4 separate regions of the Sus scrofa genome follow, and all the other regions are linked to region 4. Evidence: chromatin contacts called from public Hi-C data. All regions are on one chromosome and are shown on one strand. The core of a region is the stretch at or near the end of the contact, and the rest is flanking DNA. Distances in the headings are between cores, read along the strand shown. Region 1 holds the start of CHN2 (beta-chimaerin). Region 2 overlaps CPVL (probable serine carboxypeptidase CPVL). Region 3 overlaps CPVL (probable serine carboxypeptidase CPVL). Region 4 overlaps TRIL (TLR4 interactor with leucine rich repeats).

Region 1 (6,900 bases), core at 2,789-5,288, 250 kb after region 4:
CCAGTGGATGCTGGCCACTGGATTAATCTTGAAAGTCAGGAATATTTCATTCTGTGCTTAGCACTGAGAAAAGGAATGACCTTCACCAACACGCCTGAGATGTGGGAGCCCAGCTCCAGCCACAACAGCCCACATTCACCCTGCGGTGTTTTCATGTCTGCTTTTAAACTTCAAAGGAACCAACAGTAAAGCAAAAATAAACAAATTATAGTAACATAAGAGCTAGTCTGTAAACAATAAATTACATGAGCTGTAACAGCTGGTGATGGGAGTGGGGGCTGGGGCTGCAAATATTTGCACCACGGAAATATAATCTTGGAGTTCCTGTCGTGGCTCAGTGGTAGTGAACCCGACTAGTATCCATGAGGATGCGGCTTCAGTCCCTGGACTTACTCAGTGGGTTAAGGATCCAGCGTTGCTGTGAACTGTGGTGTAGATCTGCAGTTCAGCCCCTAGCCTGGGAACTTCCATATATATGCCCTGGGTGCAGCCCTAAAAAGACACACACACACACAAAGAAGTAAATTTAATTTTATCTTTTCACCATTTTAGTTGGAAATAGGGTGTCCTTACATGCCCATCAATTTCTTTTCTGTGCTGCAGATGTAGTACTTCGCATCTTGTTGTTCTGTGGTCACAGCTACTGTGAAAATTAACTGGTGTACATGCGAACCATTTGGATTCATTTGTACCTTGGTTTGTGCACTTATTCAGCAAATATCCACTGAGCGCCTACTGTGTGTAAAGTGTGGTAGAGAATACAAAGGCCGGCCAGGCCAGGCTCCTGTCTCCAGGAAGCTTTTAATAAAGTATGTTTGACAGTTGCAACTGAAACAAGACAGAGCATCTGGCCATTTAAGAGGTACAGAGAAAAGACTAGAGGAATTCAACAGAAGGAGAGCTGGTTTCTGGCTGCTGGCTCAGGGAAGGTTCCCCAGGAAGGTGCATTCTTCTAGAACCTTCATAGTAAGGACGAGGCCCAGTAGGAAGAGATGGGAAAAGGCCAGTGCTGGCAGCCCCAAGTGGTACGGGGTGAGGTGAAGAAGGGGTACCTTTGTGAAGGGGGCAACAGGAAATATGTTTGGAAGGAGAAGGTGGGAAAGTTCTAAATGCTAAATTAAGCATGAAAGCCACGTTTAAACAAAACAGTAATTTCTAATCCTAAATAAACCAAGTTGTCAACCAGCCTCCTTTCACCCCATAAATATTTTAATATTTGAAGAAAAAAGGTGGACGTGTCTAAAAAAAAATTCCTACTTGTCACACAGACTTAAACTCTTTTGAACACCAATATTCCCCTTTTTGGGAGCAAATAGGCATTGTCTAAAGATAGTGCCATACATGAGTGAATAAAATACATGAACTAATTTTCTTATTATTTCATTTACAGGAATGCTTTGGAAGGTCCACAAACAGGTTCTTGAGCCTACTGAGGAGGGGGTTAGCATCTTGTTTCAGCCACCTCCTGCTAATTTATTGATATTAAACATTTTTGCAAGTAGCAACGAGCCATTAGGCCTCTGAATCTGAGAAAAACGTCAGTGTGCGATCATATGCCTGCTGAGTTTTCCCCATTGTTTATGACTTTTAACCACCCAAAGTATTGATCAACTTTCAGATTTTAGTTCTAAACCTGGAGCTTTCCTTTTGTTCTTCAAAATAACGGACTTCAGGGTTCCCATCCATCTCCTACCAATAAGCGAAGCCTCCCCAGTCATCCCATTTCTGCTCTGCCAGCATGCTTATTGGTCCTGTGTTTTTCTGGCCTCTGGACCCAGTGAAGAAAAATGCTTGTCCATCTTATTCTACTTTTGTGTAGCACAGGGTGCCTTGGGGTGATACCTTCACAGCAAGTGCCCCTCTGTCCCTCCATCTAATTAATTGGGAATAATAAAAAAAAGTCTACTTAACAGGGCCATGTTTTACTTCCTCTAACTAAGGACTGCAAAGCTCTTTGAGGGTAACTATTATCATGCAAACGGCAAAAATAGAATTCGGCATCCCTCTGTGAGACTTCTGAGATGAATCATGAAACCTGTTGAGTACTGCTCCATCTGGGACAAGAAAGATCTAAACCTTGGGCCAGAGGTAAACACTTCTCCTGGTAAGACAAGTCACTGCTGATGAGTTACCTCCAGTCATCTCCAGAGGCAATGGAGAAAGCAAAAGTTGTTCAAGTCATAGATTTGATCTTTCAAGTAAACAAAATGACTTTTGGAGCACAAACTCTATGCCAGGCAGACTGTGGCTTTACACATATTGTCTGATTCAAATCTTCACAACCCCCTATCTTATCAGATGTTTGGTTGTGGGTGGAGAAACTGAGGCTCGGTGGATGGAAGTTACAGGCTCAAGGTCACATAGCTAGTAAAGGGCAGAATCAGAATTTGGACCTGGGTGTTGTCTTCTTCAAAGCCCAGAGGATAATAACCCTACTATGAGACATAGCCAAGTCAGACAGTCCCCCAGCTAAAGATCTGGAGGGGTGCATCAATCACCAGTCAAAGATGTAGATAATGCCTTTGATCAGAAGAACTCTGAAAAAACAGGAAGTCTCTTCTGATAGCAAGGTCAAGTTTGGGGTGGGCCGTATGTCCCCGTAGGGCTCCACATTAAGCTGCATCAAGGTTGCATTAGACAAAAAAGAAGAAGAATGGAAGGGTGGGGGGTGGGGGTGCTAGGGTCCCCTTATACCAGGCAAGGATGTTTCAAAGTTCCATGTAAATGAGGATCAGGAAAACTCAGTCCAGTGTGACCAGAGAGTACTCAAGAGGCCTCAACTATTCAGCAAGCAGCATTTAAAAAAAAAGAAAAAAAAAATCTTACTGGGAACATCTCGAGGATGGTGTTTTTGAGGGGATTAAAAAAAATAAGATACTAGAAAATGTGACACGGGCATGCATTGTGATTATTCAACATTTATTATTCACTGTGTGTCAGGTGCTTGGTTGAGGTGGACCCCCTAGGAATGGCTGCTGTTCCTGTGTCACTCTTGATAATTTTTAAATTGACTATGTCCTTTTAACCATGTTTTTTAAAATTGAACTACCCCAATGCGAACACTTTCCACTTTGCTACATAATGAGAGTACTTTCATTCCTTTAATGTTTGCTCTTTCCTTTGATCTAACAATTTCTGTTCAAATTTCACAGTTTTCTCTGGCTTCAGGAATGAAAGAACCGATTACCCTGCTGGGAGCGTGAAATAGACTTAAAAAAAATCGGCACGATATTTCCTTCCAGTGAAATTAATTTAGCTTTAAATACAGGGCTAAGGGACACACCTTGCGCCGGAGTCCCTTTCCCTCACACACCTAAGCAGTTCCTTACCGGGAAAGGGCTCAGTTGGACCTGCTGCCAAGTCTTAGGGCTTTTGTGAGGATCTTTGGCAAGATACAGTCTGAGAACCTCTTTCTCTTTGACACCCGGCTTTGTGTGGGCCTGATGACATGTCTGGAACGTCTCTATTTCTTTGAAGGTCCATCTCAAAAGCCCCGTGGACCCGTCAGGCCCCGTCCGTGGCTGGGGTACTTAAGTGCAGCCAGACCGGCTTGCAGGGTGTTTGGGGGGTATTTTAGGAAACCACCTTCCTGCTCAGCTCCAGCGCAACAAAGGACAATTTGGAGGGGAGTGGAAGGAGCGCCCCACAGCCGCGCTGGCAGCCCCGGCCCCCTTCTACCTAACACCGCGTCCTCAGTGACCCCGCCTTCGCCCTCTGGATCCCACCCTGGCTGTGTCGCTGCTCCCTAGTCTGGCCGGGCGCCGCCAGCCCCACCACCGACCCCCCACTCCCCACTCGCGGTCGCCCTCAAACCTTCGGAGCAGCGCTGCGCACGGCAGCCACGCTCGCCCCGCGCCGCTCGGCGGCTTCCCCGGCCCCTCGGGGTCCGGCTCCCCCGGCCAGGGTCCCCCCCGCCCTGCAGTCCACAGCCTCCTCCTCCAGCTCCCGTCGCAGGAGCTGTCAAGCCCGCGGCAGCTGAACCAGCCCCCCGAGCTCCCGCGTCTCCTCTCCTTCCTTTGTGTGCGCGCGAGCGGAGTTGGGGCGGAGGGAGAAGGGGGAGGTCGCTCTGTCTGTCTGTCTCCCGCCGCCTTTGCCCGGGCAGCTCGAAGTGCCGCCGGGGAGGCGGGAGCCCGGGGGAGGGTGCGGGGAGCTGGCGGGGCGGCCCGGGCGCCGGGTTCCCAGCCGCGCGCGCGGGGGAGCGCGGACCGCAGCCGGGGCTCGGCTGGAGGCACGATCCGGCCCCTCCGGCCGCCCCTCGGCCTCCCTCCGCTCCCACCTCCCCCCGACACCCGGAGAAAAGCGTGCGAGGGCGCCGAGAGGGACGGAAACCACAAATAAATAGCGGCGGCAGCAGCGCGTCATCTGGCGGAGCAGGAAGTGCAGGCAGAGTCCGGAGGCTGGTGCTCTCTGCGCGTCCCCAGGACTTTGCCATGGGCTGGGGGCCGCGGAGCCTGCGAGCGGCCGGCCCAGGGCAGCGGCGGCGGCGTCCGCACCAGCGCTGAGCCAGCAGCCACGCGCGGGGCGCGCGGAGATGGCAGCGTCCAGCAACTCCAGCCTGTCCGGCTCCTCGGTGTCCTCCGGTGAGTTCCAGCCCGTCGGGCGCGGCTGCCCTGCGGGGTCTCTCGCCCCCTGCCCTCGGCCCGCACCCTGGGATGGAGAGAGCCTATCTGTGGCCGTCCTGCCCGCTCTCCCGGAGGGCGGCCGGCCGGCCGGCCGGTGTGACACTTGTTTGGCTCGCCAGCCCCCTCGGTGCCCCCTGCCTCTCAGCGCCTCTGACAGCTCCGAGGTGGGAGAGTGGGGGCGCCCTTCGTGTGCAGACGCGGGGGTCCTGGGGATTCGGGGAGCAGCAGGCGAGAGGCTCGAAGCGAGCAGGGCGGGCGCGCACTTTCTGGCGCCGCGGGAACCTGGGCTGATGAGGCGGAGAAGGTTAGGGTGACGCCGGGAACCCCGACCCGCTGGCGGTGCGGTGCCCTCCCCGCTGGATGCCCAAATTCAAGGCGCAGGGGAACCAACCCTCGCTCCTCGCAGACTTGATTTTCTTTGTTTGTTTCAGAAATTAGCTCTGCGGAGACACACGCTTGGGGCATGGGTTTGAGATAGAGGTAATAAAGGAGTCTGTCTTTCTGGTTTTGATTGAAGCGAGTTAGGGGAAGGGAGGTCGAGCCCAGCCTGTGATAATTTGCCCGGTCGCAAGTGTACATGCGTGTGTGTGTGTGTGTGTGTGTGTGTGTGTGTGTGAGTGTGTGAGATTTTCCTCAATGGCCTCTTGGGATACGTTCTGTAATTTTACTTTCCAGGCATACATTTTTTTTTTTTTTTCCAAGTGCGACCGAGAAAAGGGAGGGCTTCTTCCAGCTTTTCTACGGTTGATCAGGGGGTCTAATTGAAGAGAAAAAATTGCTAATGAATCTGAAGGAGTGGGAATCAATGGACGCAGACCCACTGGATTCTGAGTATGACAGGTTTCTAATCAGAATGATGCATTAGGTAGAATTCTTCTACCGCCCTGGTCTTTGAAAACTTTAATGACAAACCTTAAAGGGAGAGCTGATAAGGCATTTAGTGTAGTTTATGGGATTCAGGGGTCAAGAAGGTCTTGAAGTCCTAATGGAAATGCTGAATATATTAACATTGTATTAATTCCTATTGTGTGTATGTTTTAAATGAGAATCACAAAATTAAATCAAAAGGAAGAAACACTTTGTTGGAGGCACTGGACAGCAAGCCAGGCATTGAGGAGCCATGTCTGTAGATGTGTGACTAATCCAATCATAAATGCAAGGTGATTTGGGGAAGGTGCACTTGTGACATGGCACAAGGTGATCACTTGAAAGCCATCGCTTATCTTTTTTGGCAGGTTTTAGTTCCAGGGAAATAACACTTCCTTTCTTGATCACTGCCAACTAATCAAAAGCACCGTGTTGTTATGTGTACCGTATAGATGAAGTTTCTGGTAGTAGCAGCGAATGGGGCAGCACAGTCATATCTTATTAAGAGCAGCAACAAGTTGACCGCCTGTGGTTTTAATTCTGAGAACTCAGCAAATGCTACAGCTTATTTTTAGTACCCCCAAACCACTGCTGCTGCTCTTCAATTCATTTTGGTTAACTACCATTGAATTTAAAATACAGTGATGTTGGCTTATGATTAGCATATGGTTATCCCTCTCTGAAAATGGCCCTCTCTAGAAAATGAACTGGTGAGGGAGAGGCGATGAAGGGAAAGACGAAAGGAGAGAGGGCAAGAAGACAATATCATCACAGGATTTGCTGGTGGTATAAATTACAGATGCTGTGGCCTCTGAATTTTCAGATCTTGATGAAAGAGCCCCTTAAGCTTAAGCAACCTTATTGAAAAACCTAATTCAGCCTTAGGAAGAATGCATGGGTTTGAAGCGGCACAGCATAAGCTTTAGACGATGGTAATTGCTTTGCAGATAGGCTAGAGATGCTCCTGATGGTTCTCTTTTCTGCTTTAATTACCACTGTTTTAAATCCTAATGGAAACTGGGAAATCACTGGAAAGCTGAAATTCAGAAAGTGGGCAGGGATATGTTATTTAATACGAATCAACCTGGGCCATGAACTTGTATTGCCTAATTCCTCAATTAATCAGGCATTTTGTCTTGAAAATAGGAGAACCAGGAGCTCTCTTTTTAAAGCACCCTTAACCACCATGTGGATCATGAATAATGCAGATGACACAAGCAATTCACACCTGTGAGAGGTGTTGGGCAGGAAAGAATAGAGCCTGTTTGTGGCAGCAGCTGGGTTCTCCCAGGCAAAGGTCAGAGTCTGAGGAATTAGGGTGCTCCATCATTCTATTAAGCACCATTTTGGAGGGCCTACTATGTGCCAGGCAGTAAGTTATAAGCCTCAGCTTCAAGAAGGTTAAGTGAGG
Region 2 (7,090 bases), core at 2,646-5,145, 150 kb after region 4:
CAGCATCATGCTATGCGACCCAATTTTACCCTTGGACAATAGGTTTCACATGATACTCTTATGCTATAAGCTCCTGGAGGCATTTTTGCAGTCTCACATGCGTAACACTCCATACTCTGTGGATGGTTTGAAAATACTTGAGGGCAACCTTGGTGATTCTCCGCAATTGAGACAAGTGGACACCAATGCTCTGGGAAGTTCTCCAAATCTCGGGGTTACCAACTTGGATCGCCTACCTGTTGAGCGGACCCTTGAACAAAGGGCAAGAGGCTTTCACTTTTTAGCTCACAACTTGCAGAGGTAGTTCTGCAAACCTCTGACCCCATTAACCTTGGTTTGTGGTGAGGTAATGCGAACCAACCTCTCTTTGGGGAACCCTGAACATTTCTATGTTCTAATGGGGCTCCCAGAATTTCATCGTTTTAGTAACCAAAGAACCAAAAAGCTGTAAAACTGACTACAGTTCAAAGGAAAAACCACCAAATGGCCATAGATTGCCAAGTAAATGTACAGTGTCCTTCAGGCTCAGAAAATCACATTTATTAAAGACTGCCAACAGCCACTTTGGTACACTGAAATAGATTTAAACAGACTCATGAAATTTATTTCATAATAAGCAAGAAAAGCGTGGCTTGTTGAATGATTCTCTCCTTGAACAAAATCTTTCAAAAAGGAAACAAAACCTGGTGAAACTCAGACGCTTTGGGAATGTTGTGACCCAGATTGCCATGCCTGAGAAGCGAGGCAGGGTTTTTTGTTCCAGTTTCCTGCTGTGGGACTAAAAGCCGTGAATCACCCAGTGAGGATGAAAGGCCAGGAGGCCTTTGCAAAACCAGGAGAAGGAGAGAGGTCAAGGGTTACACATAGACAAAATTGGGTCATTCCAATCACCATGATCCTGGCAATATTTAATTTTCAAAGGCTCATAAAAACCCACAGTTAAATTCTACTGCAGAGTTTGTGTATTTCTCTATTATTTATAGTAGCTAGAACCTTTGTAGCAACTAAATCTGGGAAGCTGCATTATATAGCTTCCATGTTTGTGCTGGCAATAAGCTGGCTTTAGAGCTGAGATAAAAATAGGAGTTTATTCTCCACCCTTCCCACTTCAACCTTCAGGCTAAAAATGACTTCTCCTTCTCTCTTCCTGCTACTTGGAATGGCAATGGACAATTTAATATAGTAAGTCTCAACTAAGCCGTGTGCGTTAGCCTCAGGCTGATTTCCTTAGAGAATTTGTAGAATTGTTGCGGGCGCTAGGTTTAGCAAATAAACACACAAGATGTCCACTTAAATTTGAATTTCAGATCAACAACAAGTAAGGTTTTGGTCTAAGTAATTCTCAAATATCACATGGGACATACTTAGATTAAAACATTACTTGTTGTTGATCTGAAATTCAAATTTCTCTGGGCATTCGGTATTTTATCTGGCAATCTTGGCTGAGAAAGAGAATCTCCCAGGTTGCTTCTAGCTCAAAAAGGACAGGATTCTTTAGGCAAGGTCCCACTTGAGAAGGTTATCATAGAGTTTTAATTTCACAGTAGGATCTGAACAAAGTTTTGGCTAATCACAGCAAAGTCTTTGTAGGTCTTTCTTAAATGGGAAGGGGGAATGAAAAAGGTAAATTTAGTAAGTTACATGAAGCTATGCATTTGCTCATAGAGCTGCGTTTCAGTCAAGGACTATACATAGTATGATGCGGGTTTCCTTAAACATAAAACCTAGGAGTTCCCGCTGCGGTGCAATGGGATTGGCGGCGTCTCTGGACTGCTGGGATGCAGGTGCCATCCCCAATCACTGTTAAGGATCCTGGGCATGGGTCACACCTGCAGCACGGATCTGATCCCTGGCCCAGGAACTCCATATGCCGCAGGATGACCAAAACATGAAAAATAAAATCTAGAATCATGTCCATATAAAATTTCAAATTTTAGCAGTAGAATTGCTAAAAAAACCATAATACATAATACACAAACACACGTGTGTGCGCACCTGCTCCATGCATTTATTCAGGCACAAGTGCTGTACAGCACAAGAAACACCTCTCTTCCAAGTGATTCCATCTGGCAAACTTGTTGGCATTGTGCCAAGGCCTTGTCGGTTAAGTAGAATTTTAGTCAAAGGCTCTCTGGTGGCAGAAAGGTACATTAAAAGACAACTGGATGAAACACACTGCAAGGGCAAAAATGCCACTCAGTTTTTGTTTTGTTTTGTTTTGTTTTGTTTTGTTTTTAAGAGGACGTGAGTTTGGAGCAGAGAAGCTAGATGTAAATGACAATGCATTACAGATCCAAAGACAGCCCTGAACTTCAGTCAGCTCTAATGGAGTCAAGGGCATAATAAATACAAGACATTTAGGAGAATCAAGTTAAAATAATCTCAGCAGAAGCTCCATACCAACAAAAGCCAAACAAGGTGCATCTTTAGTCACTGAGGGACGGACTGAAAGAAGCGCAGCAACGAGAACCTCGGTGGTTTGGTTCTGCTGCATCAGATGCGGAACCAGCCACCTCCATGCACTTGTTCCACATCTAGTGTGGCCGGGCCGTGATCTTCTCCACCTGCTCTGATCATGCCATGTTCTCATTTAATAACCTGTCTCATAGTCATGTTGTCTTGCAGTTTTGTTTAGCACTAGATACTATTTCCCATGCAAACCAATATGTGGATTAGAACTGTAGCCTTTCTATTTGGCTGCTAAGAAAATAACTTCAGGCACACCAAGAGAGTGGGGACTGGGGAGCTTGCCTATGACTCTATCAGCAGCACCAGGAACAGTGTCTGGCACAGAACAGGCAAAAAAATAGTGGTGGAGGGAGAGAGTGGCACCAGCTGGTCTACTCCAACTTAAAGGTAATAAACTTATTATCCTTTAGGAAATCTATATTTTTCTAAACCCAGAGGTACTGTGGCTCCAAACACACTCCAAAAAGTTAAAAAAAAAATGAACATTTTATTAGTGGAAAAGTTTCATTTCTAAACACACAGAAAAGCAGCCTAAACGTGAATGCCAAATGTCTGTTTAGGAGTCTGCTCCTTACAGCCAGGCATTAATAACGGAACAGGATTTTCAGAAAAAAAGAAATGGTTTTCGAAGGGAGGAAAAAAAAGTCCTACTCTTCCAACCTGTAGTAGCCCGTTTCTAGGTTTCAAAGCAACCTTCTTATTCCAAACATCCATCTGGACAGCTGGAGAGAAGAATGCAGTCAACAAAGGGAAATAAATAGTATAAACTATAAAGGAAACAGCTGAAATCAGTTTTCTGCACTACCCCTGATTAGCTATTTTCCAGTTCTGAGAGCCTGAAGCAAAAAGAACTACAACAGCTATAAACAATGGCTGCTTTGAAATAGGTTCTCTTTACATGTCTTGCAAGAGGAGACGAACCACATGTCAGCAGTAAATACCCACGCAGAGGGTCAACTGGAAGCTGCGACCATCTCTGGGGGAGGGGCAGGAGAGACAGCAAAGGAAGGGCAGGCGTGCCAGGCTCTGGCTTCCAGGGTCTGATGCGTTTCTTTAACACAGACCCTCCGCCCTCGGGGTGTTTGCTAGTTAAACCACTGAAGTTGTTTGGACTGGAGCCAAAAGAGGGTGGGCGTAGGAGGGGGAACAAGGGAGAAACAGGTTTCCATCTGAAAAAAGAGAGCCCACCGTCAGTGCTAAATGAGAAAGACATGGTGCTCGAGTAAATTGTAAGGACAGCCGTTGGGATTATGTCTGCGGCGGGAAAGAGGGAGCTGCTGAGTCGGGGAGGGACCCCTGCCAGGATCTGGCCAATCTGCCCCCAGGACCCTCTGTATCTGGAAGCAGAAGGGTGGGTCCTAGTCAAGCCGCCTGGAAACTGAATGAAAGTGTTAAAATAATGGGCCATGTGGCACATGAAAGCGTGGCAGACAAACAACAGCCATATCGTTTTCTGGGTCAGCAGAGAAGAGAGAAACATCTCCAGGAGAGAAGCCGGAAGTTCCTTTTTCCACTCCCCCCAGCCATCTGCCTTGGGGAGAAAGAAGAAGAAAACGGGAAGCTTTTGTCAGAGATCAAAAAACTCTGACTCCTATTAGATTCACTTTCACTCTGGGGATTGGTGGGGTTTGCTCACCAAATAATTAGCAGACTGCGGTTCAGGGAAAGTGGGGGGGTGGGTAGGGCGGTGGAGCTAGTTAACGCTTTCTAGCCACTAGAATTCTTTTCGTAACGTTATTATTATGCACCCAGAAAGGGGGGTGCCCTAGTGATCAAAGAGAATCCAGAACTTGGTCTCAAGCAATAATTTACAGATTGGAAAAAATGTGACCAAAGAAGAAAGGTCATTTACTTAAAAAAAAAAAAAAAGTACTAAAAATAGTGAACGTCAGAAAAAGAAAAGAAGAAATAATGGATACCATTGCATCAAGTTTACAACTTCACATTTTTTCTTCAATTTTTTTTTTTTTGGAAAAGAATAATTTGTAATATGAAGGGAAAAGTAAGATGAGCTAACAAACGGAGCTTTCCCTCTGAAAGTCACAAAGAAGAAACACGAGGGAAAAATTGCATTTTGTGAAGGCCACAAAAGGAGAAATCCTGGGAAAGAAAACAAACAAACAAACATGGGAGGTGATGTTTCTTGGCAAATGCAAAGTTAAATATAATCTTGGAAAGCAAGCAGAAACCTCTCAGGCATCTAGTTGAAACACTGGAAAATAATCTTTGGTTGAATAATTCTGCTCTATTTCTATTGTTTTTTGAAGGGTATTTTTATAAAATTAAAATAGTGCCTTCAGATGTCAGCTCTTCTTGCTACTTTCTCTGCAGGCCACTTTCACACTCATCAATGATAGTTTAATGAAGTGGAAAACAGATCATGCGTGCACTTTGTGGGTATGTGCTTTCGTGCACATGTGAGCTCTTCATGTGGAAGCATTCTTAAAAGAGCTTCAGGTTTTGGACTATGGGGACCAATCAATAATACTTCTACTACCAGAAGAATTTTCCTTCTGAAAATGAAAAATCGTTCAGTCTGAAGGCGGCCAGGAGAGAGCCAGGGCCTTTACCTGTATAAATCTCGAGCCACATCATCCTCATCGACTGCATATCCCTGGGGATGGTCGGTAAAACTGAAGCCTGTGCCCACCTGCAGGTGAAATAAATAAGCAGGTATAAACGCAGAGCAACACATGCGCTGCTTGGAGATCCTGAAATCAACTTTATTCCAAAGACCATGCCTTTGACCTCAGATTTTTGCCATCACCCCACTTGCGCTCAGCCATCCTCACAGGTGGATGCTGCATGTCACCTATTTCCCACTCCCTCCTCCAAGCCCAAATAAAATAGCAGCACAGAGCTCCGCCCTGGAGTCAGTGGCTGAGCTGTTCTGATCTCACAGTGGAGACCCTGCCAGGCCTTGATTTAAGGACCAGGAATTCACCTTTCCTGGCCCCTACTACAGTATCAAAGGACCCAAAGTTGTCTCCTCTCTGAAACCTGAAGGAACTCTCTAGGCTGGAGATAAAAGAGTTGTGTGTGTGTGTGCGTATGTGTGTGTGTGTGTTCCCCCATTTCTATGTGGGAAATATGGCCACTAAGCACTTTCACCTTCATTCAGCAGATAAGGGGCTTTAGAATAAAGATTAGCTTTAAACTAATATTTCCTTATACCTACAAGGACATAGGTATAAGGACCTCCAAGTTCATGGACAACTGAACTGTAAATCAGTAAGATAACCTACTACTTATTTTGTGTCAATAATATGTATAAGGAATCCCCTCACAAACACACACCCAGTTGTGAATATGTTTGTTTTTGTTTTTCCTCCAAACACCCAAGGGAATAGGATATTTAATTAAACTTTTATTTAAATATGAAATTATAGGAGTTCCCATTGTGGCTCAGCAGGTTAAAAACCTGACTAGTATCCATGAGGATTCAGGTTCAATTCCTGGCCTCATTCAGTGGCTTTAAAGATGCAGTGTTGCTGCAAGCTGGGGCATAGGTTGCAGATGTGGCTCAGACGGTGAATTGCTGCGGCTGTGGTGCAGGACGGCAGTGGCAGCTCCGATTCGACCCCTACCCTGAGAACTTTCATATGCCTCGGGTGCACCCTAAAAAGCAAGGAAAAAAAATGGAATTATAATAATAGACTCGGAGAGAGGATAAAACATGGGGGGAGACAGGGAAAAAAGAATGTTGGATTTCTTTTCTCCTTATTTATCTGTTTTCTCTTTGAACCATCCTGCAAGTGAAAGAAGTTAGAGAAATTAGAGGAAAATGACACCCCCAATCTGCAGAAGTTGACCTTAAAGTTAACTTTCCTATTTTGCAGTGTATTTAATTCAATTTCATAGAACTTCCCAGACTTCCCATCGTGGCTCAGCAGTGAAGGAACCTGACCGGCATTCATTAGAATGCAGGTTCGATCCCGGGCCTCGCTCAGTGGGTTAACGATCCAGCGTTGCCATGAGCTGTGGTGTAGGTCGCAGACGTGGCTCAGATCCTGTGTTGCTGTGGCTGTGACGTAGGCTTGGCGGCTACAGCTCTGATTGGACCCCTAGCCTGAGAACCTCCATATGCTGTGAGTAAAGCCCTAAAAAGACAGCAAGACAAAAAAAAAAAAAAAAAAAAAAAACTTCCCAAGGAGATTTCTGCATTTTACTCCCCCCCCAAGGGGAGACATTCTGCTTACTGTAATAAGTGAAGGGGACCAGCCTTGACTTTTTATATCTAGAACTCTACTCGAAAAATCAGGAGTTCCCATGCTATACGAGAGCCCAGGATATGGAGACGGTCATATCACCAGTGGGAAGAAACGGATCCCTTTTCCCAGATGGTATAATCCAGGAAAAACGATGTTTCATAAGATTAAAAAAGAAGGAAGGTGAGACAGTAGCAAGTAAAATTCCCAAACGTGGATGCAATGGTACATGTTAGAGAAATTAAACCTCTATTGTGTTTTTCTAATAGATAAATTTTAAAATAAAAAAAGGAAATCTGTATTTTTTTTCTATTTCTCAAATGCACTTAATGAAAGAAAAAAGACAAGCGAGGCCAACACTGCCCTTTCCTAGGCCCATGGGGGGTACTCACTGGATTATCAATGTAGAGCAT
Region 3 (6,790 bases), core at 2,119-4,618, 180 kb after region 4:
TCAGAAAGGATACAAGGGATTGGCAGGAAGATGCTTCCTGGAGCACCTTGCAGCCTGCCCCGGCCAGCTCCGCACAGTTCACATTCACCATTTAGCCAAGAACAGTGGCACTTTTTTTTTTCTTTTTGGTTGCCCCATGGTGTATGGAGTTCCCAGACCAGGGATCAGATCCAAGCCACAGTTGTGACCTAAGCTGCAGTTGAGGCAATGCTGGATTATTAACCCAGTGTGGGCCGGGAATTGAACATGTATCCCAGCACTTCCAAGACATCTCCAATCCCTTTGTGCGACAGCAGGAACTCCAAGGATAAGCAACATTTTAAGCTTTTTTTTTTGGCCTCAAATGTATTTGATGAACTATAATAAGATTTTTTTTTTTTTAAGAAGAAAAGAAAATCACCTTTCCTCAGCTCCACTGTAAAGAGTAAAATAAGTGTTCGCATAGGGCCACCTGGAAGGCCAGAGCAGGATAAAGTCACCCGACCCTAAAAGGTGGGGGTACAAGCTCTCAGCCTGGGGGAGGCCTGTGCTCTCCACACCCTCCTTACCAAACCATGAAAGAAGCAAAAAAACCCGACCACTTCCACCAAGGGAAATGGACTGAGACACGTGGAGGGTGGGGATGGCTGGGAAGGGTGGGGGAGAAGCAGGTAGTGAGACTGGGGGTGAGCATGTGGCTACTCGGAAGGAGCCAGATAGGACAAGGGACAGCTGTAGAGGGCAGAAGTCCGGGTTTTCCTGTGGTAGCAAAAGGACAGGGACAGGGACGGGGAGAGAGGGGATGCTTAGACAGCTGAGGCCGCCCAGGAGTGAATACTACTAACAGAACTAACACCCACAAAGCCACTGTACCAAGGGCTTTACATTATGTGGTAGGTAGAGTTAGTATCTCCACTGCACAGATGAGAAAGCTGAAGCACAGAGAGGTTAAGTAACTTGCCCAAGGTCACACAGCTAGTAAAGGAGAGCTGGGATTTAAACCCAGCTGTCACACTGTGGAGTTACACAGCATCTCACAGCTAGAGAGTGAGGAGGTAGAGGTGGCCAGGTGGAAGGGGCAGCAGTGACTAGGAAAGGAGCAGAGGAGGAACAGTAAATAGGTAGGGAGCAGGGGGTGGTGAGCAAGTCTGGGTGAAGAAGACTCCTTGAGAGGGAATAAAGCAAGTGTCCTCAAGAAAAACGAGTCCTTCAAGAAAAGCTACTTCAGTCTGAGACTTCCTAAGTTGGAGCCTGCTTAGTACAGAGTAGGTAAGGAAGCTCGATCCTACACATGTGCCACCAACTAAAGATGCTTTCAGTGGGGTACCAGAGCCCAGGGGCCCTGGAGGGCTGATCAACAGCATCTCTTCCCAGCTCGGCATTCAGGGACGTCACTGATAGGCCGCAGCAGGCCGTGGTGAGAATACTGACATTCAGGGGTCTGGGGCCCCGACTCCAGTGCTGGTTGTTGAACTTTCATCAGCACACCTCTGGCTGGTAGGAAGCATGGCTATTATTCTATGCAAAATGCACCTACTGATTCGGAGCAGAGAGCCCGTGGGAGCAGGAGAGATGATGGGGATGAAGGAACGGTCTCAGCGGGCAGTTTCCAGAGGCTCCTGCTAGGCTAGGAAGAGCCTGGCTGGCAGCTGCACCGACCTGGGGTTGCAGCCCTCACTAGGCTCCCTGGCAAGTTGCTTCCTCCCTCTGAGCCTCTCTTTCCTTTTGTGCAAAGCATGGATACCGATACCTCCACCCTGGGCTTTCCAGGAGGATCAGATGGAAACACACCTCTGGCCCCTGAGCACAGAGGTGGGCAACTAACAAGGGCTCAGGCAAAGAGAGGGGTGATCGCCTGTGGGCCGCCTCAAGAACAGTCTAGAAGACTGCCTTTGGGGCGCTCAGTCTAGTTCCCCCAGGAAAGATTGTTTAATCCAACCTCTCTAGCTCTCCCCATTGAAATCTATCCCTCCCCAGCAAAAAAAAAAAAAAAAAAAAAAAAAAAAGGCAAGGATAAAAGAAAGATCTTTAAGCAAAAGAAAAGAACAATGTTTAGGGAGAAATGATATGTGCCAGGCCCCCCTCACCGCTCACCCCTCTCTCTCCTTTTCAATGTTTTAACTTTTTTTTTTTTTTTTTTTTTTTGCTTTTTAGGGCTGCACTTGGGGCATATGGAGGTTTCCAGGCTAGGAGACGAATCAGAGCTGCAGCTGCCAGCCTACACCACAGCCACAGCAATGCCAGATCCAAGCCATGTCTGAGACCTACACCACAGCTCATGGCAATGCCAGATCCCCGACCCACTGATGGAACCCGAATCCCTCATGGATACTAGTCGTTTCTGCTGGGCCACGATGGGAACTCTTTTGCTTCCTTTTCAATTAGCCCAAAGAAAGATCACCTCCAGAGCTGGGCAGCCTTTAAAACATTCTTGGGGCCATTCTTTTGTTGCATTATACTTAACACATATTACATTAGTTTCTGATGTATAACATGATTGAATAGTTGTACACATTGTGAACTTATCACAACAAGTCTAATTAACATCCGTCACCACACACAGCTACACATCTTTTAAGATTTACTCTTAGATGGAGTTCCTGTTGTGGCTCAGTGGTTAACGAATCCAACTAGGAACCATGAGGTTGCAGGTTCGATCCCTGGCCTTGCTCAGTGGGTTAAGGATCCAGCGTTGCCGTGAGCTGTGGTGTAGGGCGCAGACACGGCTTGGATCCCTGCGTTGCTGTGGCTGTGGTGTAGACCGGCAGCTACAGCTTCAATTAGACTCCTAGCCTGGGAACCTCCATATGCTGTGGGAGCGGCCCTAGAAAAGACAAAAAGACAAAAAAAATAAAAAATAAAAAATAAAGATTTACTCTTGGAAACTTTCAAATAGGCAATGCAGAATTATGAATTATAGTTACCACGCTGGGCAATACATTCCCAGGACTTGCTTTTGTATAGTTGGAAGTCTGTACCTAAAATACTTTTGAAATTTTTTCACAAAACGATTCGTCTTGAAATCCTCCAACAGAGACCACCCCCGCCCCCATCGCCTTTAAAAAGGGGGGTACAGAGAACCAGAGGGTAAGGGGTTGGGCGTGAGTGAGATGTGAATCACAGAGGGGTAAGTGGGCATTCGAGAAAGACAGAGAAAAATGAGAACGGTCAAATAGAATGAGAAAAAGAGAAAATATATAATAGAAAGGAGCCGGAGGGAATGGAGAAAGGGAGCGGGGTGATTGAATCAATCTGTCTCTCTGAGACCAGCGCAGCACAGGATCTGCTGGCCAGCTCTGAAAAGGACTCAGATGCCCTTATCCAGCCCTTCCTCTCGGAACCTTCCAGAGTTGTTTCTCTGCTGCCTGGTACTGACTGGGATACATTTTCTACCTTGCATTCTGCATCGGGGGCTCCTGGAAAGCCAGGAGTCTGTCTTGTTTATCTTTGCACACCTGGGGACACAACATGCTGACCTTTGCACCTAAGACATTCCATACACACTTGTCGGTAAATAAGTGTGCAGCAATGAACGAAAACATGACACACCGGCAATGCGCTAGGGTTAGCTTATTTCTACAAAAACCTCCAAAGGCAAGCAGGCCTTATTGAGATCTGAAGAAATATAGAGAAACTTTTCTCTGGCCTGTTAAAAAAAAAAAAAAAGTGTTTCACCCTGTTTTAAATTTTAAATTCCTCTAACAAAACCACAGTACAATAATTAAAAGTTCTTTCAACTCAATTGAGGTTCCCCATTTTCAAATGTTCTGTTCATCCTTCCAGAAACTATTAACAGCATGTGGAAAATAAACTCCCAAGCTGTAGGAGTTTCATTCTTCCTGGAACTGTGACTCACAATACAAATGTTTCAAACAGTGGAAAAAAGGAAAAAGGTTTTCTCTGAAGCGGTTTCACTTCCTACGTGTTATGTTCTGTGGTTACACTTTCAGGAAGATTGGAGTCTGACCAAAGAGCTTGAACGAGCTAATCAGGCATTTCATATTCGCAAAGACTTGCGCCGTCGTCAGGATAGACAGGACACTCCCAGACCACAAGTAATAATGAATGAAGACCTCACAGCAAAGTATTCTTTAGGGAATGCCCCCTGGGGCTCAGCGGTAACGAACCCAACTAGCATCCGTGGGGACATGGGTTCGATCCCTGGCCTCGCTCAGTGGGTTAAGGATCCAGCGTTGCCGTGAGCTGCTGTGTAGGTCGCAGATGCAGCTCAGATCTTCTGCTGCTGTGGCTGTGGTGTAGACCAGCAGCTGCAGCAGCTCTGATTGGACCCCTAACCTGGGAACTTCCATGTGCCACGGGTGCCCAGCGTCAAAAAGAAAAAAAAAAAAAAAAAATTCTTTGAAGTTTGTGAAAAGGGAGTATTTGGAAAACGCTAAAGTTGGCCTTCTACATTCATTTGGTTTCAGAGAGTAACGGCTTATTCTAGCTGCAGAGAAAGCAAACATGCAATTACAATTACACAAAACGAAGCCAGTCAACCGGAGAATCTTTAAAAAAAATCAAAATTTCCCTTGTCTTTTTGTGAACTACTGTTTATCTCAACAGTGTTCCACTGCGACATGAAGACTCACGTTCCTAAGGTTATGACAGACTTGATAAACAAAAGGCATGCGGGGAAGTGAGCTGACCATCTGTCCAGAGCTTCCTGAACTTTTGGTAAAGCGGATGAATAAAATTATCCTTAATTATGCTGTCAGGGCTGCATCTGAATACCCAGATGTACCAGATTTTGGATCAGCCCCTTATAATTCTGTTCAGAGATTTCTGACTTTGGAACAGAATTTTTTAGAAAGTGACACTACACCAGATTTAATGTTTTAAATGTTGTCACTCATCAGATGGTGATCAGGCTTGGCACAAGGGGACGGAAGACAAGACTCTCTCCCTGAGAATCTTTCTTTACTCCTGCTGACGCCCATAACTGCGAAGTATTTGTAGGCGAGAAATCCAGGAATGGGAGGGATGTGGACGGTCTCTCAGGCAGGTTTCTCTGCTCCTGCTTCTACCAGATGTACGATTCTGACACGCCATGGCCACTGTCCCTGCATGCTTTGTTGAAGCAGACTTCCTCACTCAGTCTGGACAGGCCCTTTCTCATTTGCCCAGATCTTCCTCCAAAACCCTCAAGTCTGAAGCTGGTCACATAGCACAGGGATTCAAACTTTGGGCACAGTGAGGTTTTAATTCCAGATCTGCCACTTAACTAGCTTTGAATGGCCCTGGGCAAGATACTTAATTTCTATGGGCCTCAGTTTTCTCATCTGTAAAATGGGGACAGTAATTATTCATTCCTCATTAGGGTTGCTCTGAGGATTAAAAGAGCTAATGGGTATAAAGCATTTAAATTTAAATTCAACGAAGATGTATCGAGTAATTACAGGCACCGTGCCAGGTACTACGGATATAATTACTACTCAATGTTAGCTATTTCTTATTCTAACTACTACTACTACTATTGCTACTACTGCTGTTGCTACTAGTGGTGTTACTATTCTACCTAGATGATGCCAACCAAAAGGAATAGCTTCCTTCTAAAAATTCTCAGCATGGAGTTCCCTTCGTGGCTCAGCGGTTAACAAACCCAACTAGCATCCATGAGAATGCAGCTTCGATCCTTGGCCTCACCCAGTGGCTTAAGGATCCGGCATTGCTGTGAGCTGTGGTACAGGTCGCAGACACAGCTTGGATCTGGCTCTGCTGAGGCTACAGTGTAGGCCAGCAGCTGTAGCTCCTATTCGACCCCTAGCCTGGGAACCTCCATATGCCAAGGGTTCGGCCTTAAAAACCAAAAAAAAGAAAAAAGAAAAAAATTCCCAGCATGTCTACTTCAAATGCAATTCTTTAGTACATTAGCATGCATTGCCTTCTTTCACTCCAGAAGAGCTCAGGCTTCTTAAACAATGGAGCATAAAGTACAGCAGGCAAATCACAGAGCAGGAGTCAGAAAGCTGGGTCTTCAAGCTATCTCTGCCACTATTCCCTGTGTCCCCTTGGGCAAGTCACGTAAAATATCTGAGTGTCAGATTCCTCATCCGTGGATTGGTAGGGTTTCATTATAAGCATGTTACTCCTTTCAGCTCTACATGAAATGATTTACTTCCAGTTGTTGCAAATGAACAAAATCCAAGTCCTCAGTACCCACTTACAAGGGAAGCCAAAGGAAATGCATGCGACCCAATTTGGTGGATTTGGCTTAATGATATTTTGCCTCTTCATTTACATCTAGTGATATATCAGCCTACCCAGTGGGCTACCTTCTTTTCATGACTTTTCTACATCAAACAGAAATGAGTCTTTAAAAAAAAAAAAAAAAAGACTGACAACATTGTCACTAAACATTGTCAAAGTTTTTCACCTTTTCTTAAAAGAGAGATGGTGAAACATGGACCCAATGTGTATGCCAAAGACGTATGAGCAGGAATCAAATGCACCCTTAAGAGGGGAGGATGTTTTGGTTTTAAACCAAACCAAAAATAGAATTGATGAGAGCATACTAACTATGAGAAATATTCAGATGGAGAAAAGATGCTTTCATTTAACTTTCATACAGAATGTTTTCTCTTTTCAGGGCCGCACCTGCGGCATATGGAAGTTCGCGCTAGGGTTGGAATCAGAGCTACAGCTGAGGCCTATGCCACAGCCATGGTAATACTGGATCCTTAACCCACCAAGCAAGTCCAGGGATTGAACCTGCACCCTTGCGGACACTATGTCGGTTCTAACATGCTAAGCCACAATGGGAATTCCCAAAATATGTAGTTATTTTTGATGTTTACATCATTTCCCTGAA
Region 4 (7,149 bases), core at 3,102-5,601:
CATTACTCAAGCACTTTCATGCCAAGAACAAATGGAAACTTCCACTAATAGTTCACAAAAGCAGCTGAAGGGAGGCTCCACCGAATTTTTTAAAATTTCCACATAATCTATATATTTTAGAGGTAAAATGGGGAAAGTGTTTTAATATAAACAGAAAATAGACGTTTTGATACTTAACTGCCAATAATATTAAAAAGTCAACGGTTTAAATGAGTAGTGAAGGACAGTAAGTCATGAGGCCACACGATGGCGCCATTTCACCGACTTGAGAAATGCTCGCCAGGAAGCAGGTGAAATAGAAAGACCATGGTTATACAGGAAGGCATCACCTGCATATTACTCCAAATTTGAAGGAAAGAACCCAATAGAGCTTAACATTTAAAATTAATTTTTATAACCTATATAAACAATAAAGAAGGACTGAAGTGTAAATATAAGAAGTATGAGGAAATCTCATTACTGAAAAGTGGATTAAGAAATTGTGTAGAATGACTCCATAATGCTAACTTACAATATTGCTTTTTTTTTTTTTTTTTTGCTACCCCACGGTATATGGAGGGTACATTCCACGGTATATGGTGTACCCTATGGTAAATAGAGGGAACCCCATGGTAACTTTCGGCAGAGCTCAAATCTGAGCCGCAGTTTCTATCTACGCTGCAGCCACGCTCCATCCTTTAACCCACTGCGCCCTGGCTGCAGAGATGCCACAGATCCCTTTGCGCCAAAGCAGGAACGCCTACTATTGCTTCAATAGCAATATTTTATAGCTCTCTCTAGAGAAATAAGGAATTTCCACTTGCATTATTATGTTTTGTTGTTCCAGTGAAGCAGGCAAGGGAGATTTTATCCCCATTTTACAGCCAAGGAAACTGAGACATTAAGAACTTAAGTGATAGCTCCTAGCATCCAAAGACTGCAAAGCCTTCTGCAGCACTGAGGAGCTTCTGGGGTCCTAACCCCTCACTGATGCCTGTGAGGAGGGTAAACTCCACAGGCACTTCACCAGAGCCATTTGGACACTGTGGCTCTTAAGCGCGCCCCACACCTCACCCAGGTGGATCCGGTCACATCCTGAGGTTTCTATTCATTCCCATCAGCCAGAGAGGGCTGCGACCAAAGCAGTGTTCATACAGAAGACCACAGCTTCCAGAAGCACAGAATTCCCAAGGAGCCTGCCTTCCACGCCAGGAACGTAAACAATTCGTTATCTGCACCCTCCCATCAGCCACGGAGCAGAAACCTGCATCCTGGGTCTAGTCTCCTGAGAGGGGACCACAGAAAACAAAACACCATCCCCTCATTGCTTATTCCTAGAGAAGGCAATGGATAATATGATCACGTACATGCTGGACTGGATCCGAGAGACAGTAGAAAAGGCAGAGACAGTAGAACATTAAATAGGGAATGGATTTTCCCCCAATATTCAATGTCTCCTGTAGTCAACAGGGAAGGGGGCTGGGGGGACGGTGAGACACATGCAAAGAGACACACACATAACTTTCAGTATCCAACGCTCTAATAAATCCCCCCACCAGGCAAAGGCGAGTCAATGCCAGGCGCTTGGCTGGGGGCTTTATGTAGCTCATCTCTTTTCATCACCCTTGTTTTACAGACATAAGGGGAACAAAAGAGGTTCCAAGAAGCGAAGTTCACACGCAGAGACTTGGAACCCATCTTGCCAAGCACCCTGCACCGATATTCTCGACCACAAACGACACGGCCTGGCAGTCCTCTTCCAGGATGTGGGTTCTGAAACGGTTCAGGACCTCGCTGCATGGACACAGGCTGCTTTCGGCTGCTGATCACTCTGAGTGAAGGCTCCTGAGACTAGATGCAGAATTTGAAGAAGGAAATGAAGGCGAAGGCTTGGGACTTCTTCAGCTCAGGCCACTGGGAGTGCTAGGAAGAGTCACCAAGGGCTCCCGGGGTGGGGGGTGGGGGGTGCAGGGGAAGCCAGGTTGCACTCAGAAAGCATTTCTAATTAAGCATTCTAGGTACCTTGTATAAAAGATACCAAAGGACTGAAACCTCCAGGTTTCTAGTAATTTGCTGTGATATATTTTTTTCATTTTCTGTAAATGTTACTATCATGCTTACCTTTGTATTTGTCATTGCATAGCATTTTTTTTTTTTTTTTGAGCTCCCCAAATGACTTCACAGAGTCTAGGTCTGCCCCTGCCTGTTCCTATGCTGTTAAATATTTTGCCTCTCTTCTCCTGATAGGCTGAAACAATTTCTCATAAATCTTCAGGCTGTCATTGTGGGCAGAGGGCCTGAAACAGCCTTGTCCTGGGAAAGGAGGGGGAAGGAAAGAGAAAAGGAATGGAGAGACGAAGGAAGTGGACAGGATTTTATGGAGCTGGAAAATCAGTGTGATCCTTGGAGGAAGAGTGAGCACAGGTAACGGCCCCCCCTTTAAAAAAGCCAACCTTCTAAATCAACTGGATCTCGGCTCTTCTGACAGTCCTGCCATTCTCAGAACAGCTTCAACAGGCTATCCAATAACAGGCCAGAGGGTCCCATTATCAGGGACTCTGTATGGCTAGGGACAAGACCTCGACTTTATTCCTTTGATTTTTTTCTTTTTAACATTGTGTTCATAGGAATCACCCAGTTATATTAACCACTGATGATCAATCGTGTATCCTTTTGTGTTGAAGGATAGTTGTCTTGAAGTTCCTTAAATGATTCAGCCACTAGTTCTGGACGTTGCAGCAGCCCCTGTCTCCTTTGTGATGCAGTCGTCGCCCCCCCGTCATCTTCGATGCTGTGTCTGCAGAGCTGTGAAGGTCGTGCAGACCCTTGGATCTGCAGAAGGGTAATTCAGCGACTGCACCAAGGTCACTGGCCCAAGCTACCTGGGTTCACCATCCATGTTGATCATATTGACAACTCCATGGGTGATGACTCTTCTTTTATGCCTCCACGGGTGTCATTTTTTTCTTTTAGGTATTATCACTAGAGTATTAGGGCTCAGGCTTATGTCAATTTGGGGTATCAGAGTCATGCTACGCAAAATGGCAAGGAAAAACAGATCATGTAAGCTTTAGAAATATAAACCAGCACAAAGGAAATGCCTATTCTTTCCCATCTTTTTAATAAAACATCTATGCATGTTTTATGGTCTTAAAACACATTAACATTTAAGCCAGTCACACTGAGAGACACGAAGAGAGAAGGGGAGCTTTTTCAAACGTGGGGCATTTAAAGGAGGTAGTGGCGTATCTTCATCGGGAGTGTGTTCACAGAAAGCAGAAATAAACAAGGGCATGTTTAGTCTGGTAAGCCTGTAAATCTTAAGGAAATCCAGCTGCCGCCCATCCCCAAGGCTTCGGCAGATTTCCTGTTCACAATATCTGACCCTGCAAGCTCTCCGTTATTTGCTGTTCTTGGTTGGTATGGCCTAAACGCCCAACTACTTCAGGAGTGCCAGTCTACAATTAAACTTTTGGGGTCATTTGTTTTACCTAATTGTTAAGAGAAATCCTAGCTCCCATAGCCTTAAATACAATTTTATTGTATGCAAACAGAAAACCCCCTTTGCAAAAAAAAATAAATACAGAAATAAGAAGTAAACATCTATCATGAATTCACCACCCAAGCAGGGGTGGTGTTTGAGCGTTCTACTTGGGCATCATTAAGTATATAATGGAAGCCCACGTGAATATAAAAAGCTACTTTTGAAAATGTCCTCTTGGAAGACCGAGTTTAACTCTATGCAGAGCAGCTTTCTTTGACTCTGTTCTCTTGGTTCCTACCTTTTTTTTTTTTTTAAGCTACTCCCAAAAGCCTCATGGGATTACTGAAGCTTCCGGAAGTTACCCAATGTCACCTACTGACAGAAGCAAGCCATTAGAACGGTGTCTAGTGATCTGAAATTCAAGTCGGCTCATCCAAAGCTCTTAAGATGACAAATGCATGCATTTGCAGGGCTGCTGCTGTCCCACGGGGTTAACTACAAGGTCTGGACGTGGCCAAGGGGGATAGAGGGGCACTGGCAAAGCAGAGCCGCCCTCCGCTAGGGGACGTTTTTGAGGTCCGGCTTAAAAGCAGCAACAGCAAATGATTATTTTTTCAGCTGAATCATGCCTATTTTTCACGTAGCAGCTCTCTTCAGGGGATTCCTAAAAACGCTTCTCCTCGGATATTTCTAGCCACAGGATGCTCTTTTTATTTAAAATGGAAGCAGTTTTGCATTCTCTCCACAAAGAGGCCCAGAAGGGGCCGGCAGGAGGGAACAGGGGGTCACGGGGTGCTGGAACGCCCCTGAGTGGGGTGGCAGGAAGGCCGGGTGGTGCTGTGGGAGGAAAGGGCGAGGCTGGGAGGAGAAGGCGGCGGATCCGCACGCGGTGGAGCCAGAAGCTACAGGGTTGTTTGCACCCGCCCACTTCCTCAGCGGGTCCCCGGCCTGGCTTCATTCTGAAAGGCAATTTTCTCTGGGTGCTATAGCACGAAGTGACCGCTAGAGGGCAATGTGGTGCAGGACAAGAGCTCGGGCTCACGTTGCGGTGAAATAATACAGTTAAATAAAACATACAGGTGCTGTAAAGAAGTGTGCCGCCTGTGTATGCTTTCCCATCCCTCTTCCCCTTCACGCCCCCAAATATCCAAAGTTAACTGAGGGATGAAGTACCGTGGATGGTAATCCACTATTTGTTCCCTCTTAGGTCCTGAGAATTAGAAGGAACTTTAGAGAAAAACTGAACTCCTCAACCTCAAAACAGTCTAATTTCTGGAAGCGTTTTCTGCTCATAAGTCCAAATGACCAGATCAAAGAAGTGCAACTCAGCTAGTAGGGTTTTGCTCCTCAAAAAAGTGCATAGCGTGAAAGATGCGGGGTCCTGGTGCAAAGCAATAGCAGAGTTTTCTGTGCAACAGGACAGTAATCTAGTCCTGTCGCATTTTAAACCAGGCTCACTCTCCTCGTTGTCTATACGCATCTCCTATGCACTGTGTATCTTTTCCCTCAGTGGACCGGTCAGTATGACTGGAACGTGTAGAGGCAGATACACGGGGTGTGTCAGATCCTTACTGGCCCTGTGAGACCCTCCTCTGTACTTGGCTCCTTCCTCTCAGGTGATGAAGCGCTCAGGGAACCCTCCGTGTCCCCAGCAAAGCTGTCACCAGCTGCCCTTGCACCACATCCGGGCTCTTGGGTCCTGAACTGACAGCAGCGGATCCTCTGGCCCCGCCCCCACCAAGCCAACTCCGCCCCAAGGCACTGCGGTCCAGGCCCTGGCTTCCGCCACTGAGCATCTGCGTGGCCTTACGCAAGTCCCTCAGCCTCCTCTGTAAAATGGGATGATAACAGGCCCCAGCCCCGCAAGGCTGTCGTGAGAAGACGAGCTGATGCATGTAAAGCCTGTGGTCTGTAAGCTGACAGGCATTTTCCCCCTTCTCTCTCCGCAGGGCATGATTCACTGTTTCTTCTCTCACAGGGCTTCACCCAAGTGCACCTGCAACCTCTGATTGTCTCATCGTTTACTGTTTAAAAAATACTTATTTTGTATGTCATCACTGCATGCCTCCTCTTATTATTAGCTCATTCAACTGTTTTGGCCAGAGATCGTGCCGAGCAGTGACGGCAGTCTCAGCCCCGGACTGCCCGAGGCTGAATCTCTCTGCCCCTCAAGAGATTTCTGATCTTGAACAGGTTACTTAATGTCCCCGGGCCTCATATTTCCCGTTTCTAAAATGGGTGTGATAATAGTATTCACTGCTATGATAATTAAATTAATATTGTTAACATACCTGGGTCGGGGCCCGCCCAGCACACAGTAAGTACTAAATAAGATAAGTAAACAAAAGCAACACTGATGAGGTTACTACTATGTCCCCAGCCCCTAAAAAAACAAAGAGTCAAATGTGCCAGAAGAAGAAATGATGGAACGGCCGGGGCTAAACTTTGAGGGCAAGAACTCCAAGGTCATCCATGCTCCGTGGGTGGGCTTGAGGGGAAAGCTTCCTTTGCATCCAGGACCATTCATGTGCAGGAAACACATTTGGTCCAACCTTCTAATTTTTGCAAGAAGTCACCTTGAACACAACTGAGTTGGTACTGCCCAGTTCAGCGGGAAGAGGGCCAGGACCAGGGCTAGACCCACAGCGGCCGCCTTTCCCCCTCTGTTCAGTACGTGCCATAACTGCAGTGTGGATCCGACACTGTTATTAATGACTTGCGACCCAGCTTCCCCACATCCTGAAGTGGCATCACCTGTCTCATCACATGGCCCTCCAAGGATGTTTGAGGTCTCAAGGGACACGAAATCCAAAGTACCTAGAACACATTAGCTGATTCTTTTTCTTTCTACCAGTGGGTTTCATTAAGACCATGGAAAGAAACATGGAAAGGAGATAAAATCATAGGGTGAGTAAACAGAAGTAGGACATTATGGAAGCGGTCTTTCAAAATCTGCTGTCCTGTAAGGGTCACTCCAGTAACATCTTAGAGTCCCCAAATGCTTTTCATATACTGCTGGTTATTTCTTGGTCTCGCCAGTCTCTGAAATCTAAGGGCAAGGAAGGTCACCATAACCTCTGCCCACAGCAGCCAGAGCACAGTGCCAGGCACATGGCAAATCTTAAAAATGTGTGCGGCTGCCTTGGAGGGTGACGTGGACCCAGGCCCATGAGGACAGCATTTCCTAGAGGGTGTCACGTGGACCACTGCTGTCCATCCGAAGATTTTAAGTAGAAAAAGAGAGATGATTTCAGTTAGGACGTGGATAAAGTACTAAACAGCATCAAATTATAGAATGAGAAAATTCTTCCTCTTTCAATCATCCTTCAACCTTTCTGATTCCTTCAGGGAGAAAGTCTCCATTTGTTCTAAGATACTGCGTTTTTGTTGTTTTTTTTTCTGGTTGCTCCCATGGCATGAAGAATCTCCCGGGCTAGGGATCGAACCCATGCCACAGTGTGACAATGCTGGGTCCTTAACCCACTAAGCCACAAGGGAATTCCAATATGCTAATAGGTCTTAATATGTCTTCAACTTCCTCTCTCTGTCTCTGTATCTCTCTCTATATTTCTATCTCTCCCTCCACCCTAACCCCAATATCTTGGACAAACTAAATGAATCTAAGAATCAGAATGTTTAACAAGCAACATATCTACCTAGAATGTAATACACTGTTCTCATTGCAT

The links. A called contact is a pair of places that touch in the nucleus more often than the background predicts.
Region 1: a contact with region 4 is called in a Hi-C map of embryonic fibroblasts, with 2.9 times the contacts expected there. The contact joins the promoter of CHN2 here to the enhancer-like site in region 4. A contact is called at or near these places in 8 of 47 Hi-C or Micro-C datasets (alveolar macrophages, brain, embryonic fibroblasts and 4 more).
Region 2: a contact with region 4 is called in a Hi-C map of retroperitoneal adipose tissue, with 2.7 times the contacts expected there. The contact joins two enhancer-like sites. A contact is called at or near these places in 2 of 5 promoter capture datasets (fetal skeletal muscle and liver), 32 of 47 Hi-C or Micro-C datasets (adipocytes, adipose tissue, alveolar macrophages and 19 more) and 1 of 2 datasets of contacts at active chromatin or transcription factors (skeletal muscle).
Region 3: a Hi-C map of retroperitoneal adipose tissue shows a contact between it and region 4, with 2.2 times the contacts expected there. The contact joins two enhancer-like sites. A contact is called at or near these places in 2 of 5 promoter capture datasets (fetal skeletal muscle and liver), 30 of 47 Hi-C or Micro-C datasets (adipocytes, adipose tissue, alveolar macrophages and 18 more) and 1 of 2 datasets of contacts at active chromatin or transcription factors (skeletal muscle).

The regions. Positions count from the first base shown.
Region 1 is chr18:43,506,730-43,513,629 of Sscrofa11.1, reverse strand. CHN2 (beta-chimaerin) reads left to right here and starts at 4,038. Exons shown (of 13, transcript XM_003484050.4): 1 at 4,038-4,580. The coding sequence starts at 4,532.
Region 2 is chr18:43,602,251-43,609,340 of Sscrofa11.1, reverse strand. CPVL (probable serine carboxypeptidase CPVL) reads right to left here. Exons shown (of 14, transcript XM_021078578.1): 5 at 7,070-7,090; 6 at 5,040-5,119. Among named protein-coding and RNA genes, the nearest start is that of CPVL, 46 kb to the right of the region's middle. Within about 2 kb of position 3,895, at least 17 of the 83 cell types and tissues checked have an H3K27ac peak or open chromatin away from gene starts, as enhancers often do. A contact at or near this core is called in retroperitoneal adipose tissue, where this site is marked.
Region 3 is chr18:43,578,704-43,585,493 of Sscrofa11.1, reverse strand. The region is part of intron 2 of CPVL (probable serine carboxypeptidase CPVL); the gene reads right to left. Among named protein-coding and RNA genes, the nearest start is that of CPVL, 22 kb to the right of the region's middle. Within about 2 kb of position 3,368, at least 5 of the 83 cell types and tissues checked have an H3K27ac peak or open chromatin away from gene starts, as enhancers often do. A contact at or near this core is called in brain and retroperitoneal adipose tissue, where this site is marked.
Region 4 is chr18:43,755,208-43,762,356 of Sscrofa11.1, reverse strand. All of the region lies in intron 3 of TRIL (TLR4 interactor with leucine rich repeats), which reads right to left. Among named protein-coding and RNA genes, the nearest start is that of TRIL, 33 kb to the right of the region's middle. Within about 2 kb of position 4,351, at least 22 of the 83 cell types and tissues checked have an H3K27ac peak or open chromatin away from gene starts, as enhancers often do. A contact at or near this core is called in brain and retroperitoneal adipose tissue, where this site is marked.